Regions from separate parts of the Mus musculus genome. Here region 2 is linked to region 1. Evidence: chromatin contacts called from public HiChIP or PLAC-seq data. All regions are on one chromosome and are shown on one strand. The core of a region is the stretch at or near the end of the contact, and the rest is flanking DNA. Distances in the headings are between cores, read along the strand shown. Region 1 overlaps Umad1 (UMAP1-MVP12 associated (UMA) domain containing 1). Region 2 overlaps Ica1 (islet cell autoantigen 1).

Region 1 (2,888 bases), core at 130-2,629:
GTGACTGAGGTTTCTTTTCATTCAAACCAAGACTGAACTAGGTTTCCATCCAGCATTGTCATCAATAATCTCACACATTACCCAGGTCACTCACTTTAATTCTTAGTGTCCCTGAACATGATGACAAGCTCTTTTTTTTTTTTTTCCGACACAGAGTATAGCCCTGGCTGTCCTGGAACTCACTTTGTAGACCAGGCTAGCCTCGACAAGCTCTTTTTTAAGTAAATCCACAGGAATAGATCAGTGTGTCCTCATTTATGATTACATTAAAATTTCAGCCTAAAAATCCTGGAATTTCTAGACAGTTTTGTCACTTGTCTGAACTCCCACACACAGAACTACTTTTTCATTTCTCAGTAATTATCTTCAACCTAATGGGTACTACTGCATCCTATCAACAAGTTTGGTAGCCCCTGCTTCTCTAATAGCACTACATATAACTTAGTTTCTACATAACTTCTTTGATGTCACTAGTCACCAGCTCCAGAGCCACAAGTTCTAACAAATACTACTTACTTGAAAATTAAAGGATGTCTATTTTTAACTTGTTCTCTTACTCCATCTATCCAGTTACATTTGCTAGTATACACATATATAACTATTCCTGTACCTTGCCTCATAGTCACATTGGCTTTCAAATAGCCCTAAGTCCTCTGAAATGCTGTATTCTTAAAGTATGAACAGGTCTAAGTGCAGTGAGAAATTAACATTATATACACACTTAACGAATACATTTTGGTTACCATTATTTAGTTTAGAGGTAATTTCTTATCTTTTATCACTCTAATTTTTAAAAAAATATTTCTTCTGAAAAAAAGTTTCTTTTAATAGGCTTAGAAATCATCTTGGAATCTGTTTGCCAATACGAAAGCCTTTTCCTTTCCTGGCATATGCTAGACTGTAGCGAGATGCATGGAGAGAAAGAAGACAGATTTTTCACCTTTTTGCACACTGATTAAAATGTGAAAAAGAGTATTCAGACTTGAATGCTGAAATCCCACCTAGCACTAAGGAAGAACCAAATTGTTTTTGTGAGTGTGGGTCACTTTGCATGCATTTGTGGTAGTGCCCATGGTCAGGAGGTCACGAGATAATAGGAGGGAGGCAATTCTCTCTTGTCCCCATGTGAATCCAGTTGATGACTTTAGATAGTGGGGCCTGGGGTAAACACACTTATACTCTGAGCATCTCACCAGCCTACGAAGGACCAGATTCTTATGAGAGCTATCAACCATGAGAGAGTTCTCTTCCTTCAATGCTGCTGACTACAGAGAGCCTCCAGTTTTCTTTTTTTAACAAGGTTTCTGTTACCTCAGTGAAGGCTGTTAGTGAGGAAACGCAGAATGACCTTACTGTAAAGGGAGCTAGTGATTGGCAGGGAAATGAGGAACTAAAGAAGACTTTAAATTTTATAAGCAGAAATACAACTTTACTGGTGACAGTGCAGGTTTTTAAAAAAATGAAACATCGCAGGTGAACCGATGCCTATCCACCCCGAACAGAGCAGAATGTCAGCGAAGTAAAAGAACTCATTACTCTAAGAGTTGGGGTTTAATTCTGAGATGGATTTAGGGCTACTTTGGGGTTTTGAGCACAGAAATGACATGGTCTTACATATTTAAAATAAACAACTTTGAAGCTGTATAAAGACTACAGAAATAGAAAACAATACTATATGACTAATAAATAGTTATGAATCAGAAGTTGCTCTAGAAAGGAACATAAAAAAATAGTTAAAAAAGGCAAGACTCCTAAAGAAATGTCCAACATCCTTAGTCATCAGGGAAATGCAAATCAAAACAACCCTGAGATTCCATCTCATACCAGTCAGAATGGCTAAGATCAAAAATTCAGGTGACAGCAGATGCTGGCAAGGATGTGGAGAAAGAGGAACACTCCTCCATTGCTGGTGGGATTGCAAGCTGGTACAACCACTCTGGAAATCAGTTTGGTAATTCCTCATTAAATTGGACATAGTACTACTTGAGAACCCAGCTATACCACTCCTGGGCATATACCCAGAAGATGCTCCAACATGTAATAAGGAACATATTTCACTATATGCATAGTAGCCTTACTTTTAATAGCTAGAAGCTGGGAAGAACCCATATGTCCCTCAACAGAGGAATGGATACAGAAAATGTGGTACATTTACACAATGGAGTACTACTCAGCTATTAAAAACAATGAATTCATGAAATTCTTAGGTAAATGGATGGAATTAGAAAATATCATCCTGAGTGAGGTAACCCAGTCACAGAAAAACACACACTAGGTATGCACTCACTGATAAGTGGATATTAGCCCAGAAGCTTGGGATACCCAAGATACAATTCACAGACCACATGAAGCTCAAGGAGAAGGAAGACCAAAGTATGGATGTTTCGGTCCTTCTTAGAATGGGGAATGAAATACCCATGGGAGGAGATACAGAAACAAAGTATGGAGCAGAGACTGAAGGAGGGACCATGCAGAGACTGCCGCACATTGGGATCCATCCCATATACAGTCATCAGACACTATTATGGATGCCAATAAGTGCTTGCTGACAGGAGCCTGATATAGCTATCTCATAAGAGGCTCTGCCAGTGCCTGACAAATACAGAAGTGGATGCTCACAGCCATCCATTAGACTGAGCATAAAGTCCCCAATGGAGGATCGAGAGAAAGAACCCAAGGAGCTGAAGGGGTTTGCAGCACCATAGTAGGAACAATAATATGAACCAACCAGTAACCCCAGAGCTCCCAGGGACTAAACCTCTGACCAAAAAGTACACATAGAGAGATGCATGGCTCCAGGTGTATATATAGCAGAGGATGGCCTTGTTGGACATCAATGGGAGGAGAGTCCCTTGGTCCTGTGAAGGCTCGATGGCCCAGTGTAGGGT
Region 2 (2,888 bases), core at 157-2,656, 400 kb before region 1:
TACTGTATCCTTTAATTCTACCATTGTTTCAAGAGAGATTTAACTAATCGGTAGATTAGATCATACTGACACTTGCTCTATAGAACACTATATAAAATTTATCACAGTTGGGAAATTAGGAACAGTCTAGCCTCAGCTCATCCCTTGGGCCCATTTGTTTTGCCCCCTGCCCCTCCACTCCTCCGCCCCGGCTATAAGAGGTCTTTTGTACTCTGTTTGTTTGTTTGTTTTTTGAGACAGGGTTTCTCTTTATAGCCCTGGCTGTCCTGGAACTCACTTTGTAGACCAGACCTGGAACTCAGAAATCTGCCTGCCTCTGCCTCCCGAGTGCTGGGATTAAAGGCGTGAGCCACCACTGCCTGGCTGCACTCTGTTTCTACTGCTTGGAACGTCCGTGCCCTAATGATACTAAGAGTGCCTCACTCTGCCATTCAGAACTTGGCTGCTACTGCAGCCTTCCCTGGCTATCCACTCTAAAGCAGTCTCTGTCCTACTCAGTTTCTCTGGCATTTTTCCTTCTGTGTCTTGTGTCTGTGATTATGTGTGCTTCATTTTCTATCTCCTGCTACTTGAATGTGAGGGGTGGGGACAACCTATGTCGTCTTCATCATGACTGCATTAGTTGTAAACAAACGCAGAGTTGATTAAGACTGTTTGAGAGCCTGGTTTCCTAGCTCTTCTGTTGCTTCCTTATCTTTAAAGGACACATCTAAAAATATAATCGGCAAGTGAATGTAAGTGGGGTTTATGTGAAATCTTACGATCCAGTTAATTGGACCTTTTGAACGAGTGGAGACTTTGAATTATCTAATATAAATGTTGCGTGAGAATGACCATCGTCAACCTTGACTCTGACGGAGCTCAAGGTCCCTGCAAAGCACTGCCAATTAATCAGAAGCAGCACAGGAAACGAGGCCTGTTTGCCACCAGTTTAATCCTTCAGTGTGTGAAATGACCAAAAATTATTCCAGGATGCTTCAATCTACTTAGATTATTTGGGAAAGACATGTGTCACCAAGTGTGTATTAGTATTCTGGATTGATTTCTTTGGGCCTAAAGTTAAATGTGTTTGTTTGTATGTGACTTGAGTCTTTAAGGGTGTTTTGCTTTGTTTTGTTTTTAAGTCACAGTAGCCAGCTGCTGTTAGAAGCTAAAAATGGGATGTTACTTTCCATAGAAAGCGAAAGGTTGTTGGTTGAATTGGAAGCACCTCGTATTAGTCAATGAAGAGAAATACATATAGCATTGAAAAGGAAATCTTATAGATATGGCATGGATATGAAACAAGCATTTAAAATGAAATACGGTGTGCAGTAACAAAAAAATGCAGAAGTTAAAGCTAGTGCAGTTTCACATTCAGTTAGTGCCACGAAAATATGGTTTTCTGCTCTTCTGGACAAAAAGAAAAGCCAAAGAAGGAAGAGTCTCATGGTACAGACAGACACAGGCCCATGCTCACACACCCTGACAGCCACCCAACTGTGCCAAGGGCTAATTCATGAGCCCAAAGGGCACTGCTGTCCAGAAAAAAAAATTGGGACTGACCATGTCTCAGCCAGAGGAAGCCTTTAGCTGGGCTTGGATCTGTGGTTCTGTGAACTTTATTTATTTGGTTGTTTTTGTTTGTTGTTAATCATGGTGGTAGTTTGTTTGGCTTTGGTTTTGATTATTTTTGAGACCAGATCTCTTCTCTGTAGCCTTGACTGACCTCAGTCTCTCAAGCCTCTACCTCCTGAGCTCTGGGATTATAAGCATGCCTCATCACAACAGGCTTTGAGAATTTGGATCTTGAGAGAGAAGTATGAAAAGAGACATTGGTTATCTCATTTTTTTAAATGGGTTCCAAAAACCCTTCCTCCTGCCACAGGACTTTCTGCTGCAGCGCAAGAACTGTAGTCACATGTAGGCAAGCAGCAGTGAGTTCTTTAGACTTGTGGTTCCTATCCAACTTTGTGTAGTTGTTGGAGAGATTGATACTAATAATGGGGTACAATTTGAAGAGTAGGGAGCCTGATGGGTTAGTGAAATAATTCAACCTTCAGATCACAGTGGAAAACAGTTTTATTGAGTATGCTGCATATACAGTGTGTGAAGAACTGGCTGCAGGACATGAGTTATGATCAGGGGCTACATCACTTCCCCCAGATAAACCCCCTTGTACCAGATCTGTTGCATGGTGTAAAATGGACAAGAATTCTAGTGACACTTCAGATGTGGTTATAGACACAGATGATATACGAATACACACCTGTATCCTCAGCATGTAGGAGGTAGAGGCCAAAGGATTGGGAAGTTGAGGATAGGACTAAAAATACGGTTCTGTGAGTAAAAAACAATTGCTTTGCAAGCAAAGCATGAAAATAAATTAATAAGAGGACTTCAGTTCAGATTCCAGGACTCAGAAAGCTGGGTATGGTCCATGTTACCTGTTACCCTACAGCTGGCTAGATTGGGAGAGGTGAGGAGGGAGGATTGAGAGGATTTCTGGGCCTTTCTAACCTCTAGCCTTGCTCCATATTTACTAAGAGATTTGTCTCAAGGAAGTAAGGCACAAACTGGAAGAACTTCTTCTCTGGCCTCAGTGACTAGTGCGCATACACCGTACACGGTACCAGTGATGTAGCTCAATGGTAGAGTGCTTGTGTTGCAAGCCCGCACACTTCTGTGTTTGTGGCTCTGACGATGGTGGATGTTTGGGGTCCTTTCTGGCGGTTTCATGGATGTTCGGGTTATATTGAATCAGTTTCTAGAAAAGAAAAATTGTTGCTATTATAAATAATGGCTCTGATCATTTTTGTGACTCCTTTGTTACCTCCTGAGAGTGCACTCAGTAGTACTCCTCACGGTACAAGAGTGATATCAAAAGGATTATACAGTTCCGTGACTTT

Evidence for each region. HiChIP or PLAC-seq counts read pairs in DNA pulled down with a chosen protein or histone mark.
Region 2: a contact with region 1 is called in an H3K4me3 HiChIP or PLAC-seq map of bone marrow-derived macrophages, with 6 times the contacts expected there. The contact joins two enhancer-like sites. A contact is called at or near these places in 3 of 15 datasets of contacts at CTCF or cohesin (the NIH/3T3 cell line, large pre-B cells and pro-B cells), 6 of 484 Hi-C or Micro-C datasets (B cells, the G1E-ER4 cell line, the HPC-5 cell line and 3 more), 4 of 115 datasets of contacts at active chromatin or transcription factors (CD8 T cells, bone marrow-derived macrophages, embryonic stem cells and 1 more) and 2 of 9 other capture datasets (adipose tissue and liver).

Annotation. Positions count from the first base shown.
Region 1 is chr6:8,338,127-8,341,014 of GRCm38.p6, reverse strand. All of the region lies in intron 2 of Umad1 (UMAP1-MVP12 associated (UMA) domain containing 1), which reads right to left. All of the region lies in intron 2 of Gm46952 (a long non-coding RNA gene), which reads left to right. Among named protein-coding and RNA genes, the nearest start is that of Gm46952, 6.0 kb to the left of the region's middle. Within about 2 kb of position 1,379, at least 20 of the 459 cell types and tissues checked have an H3K27ac peak or open chromatin away from gene starts, as enhancers often do. A contact at or near this core is called in B cells and bone marrow-derived macrophages, where this site is marked.
Region 2 is chr6:8,743,064-8,745,951 of GRCm38.p6, reverse strand. The region is part of intron 4 of Ica1 (islet cell autoantigen 1); the gene reads left to right. Among named protein-coding and RNA genes, the nearest start is that of Ica1, 34 kb to the left of the region's middle. Within about 2 kb of position 1,406, at least 19 of the 459 cell types and tissues checked have an H3K27ac peak or open chromatin away from gene starts, as enhancers often do. A contact at or near this core is called in B cells and bone marrow-derived macrophages, where this site is marked.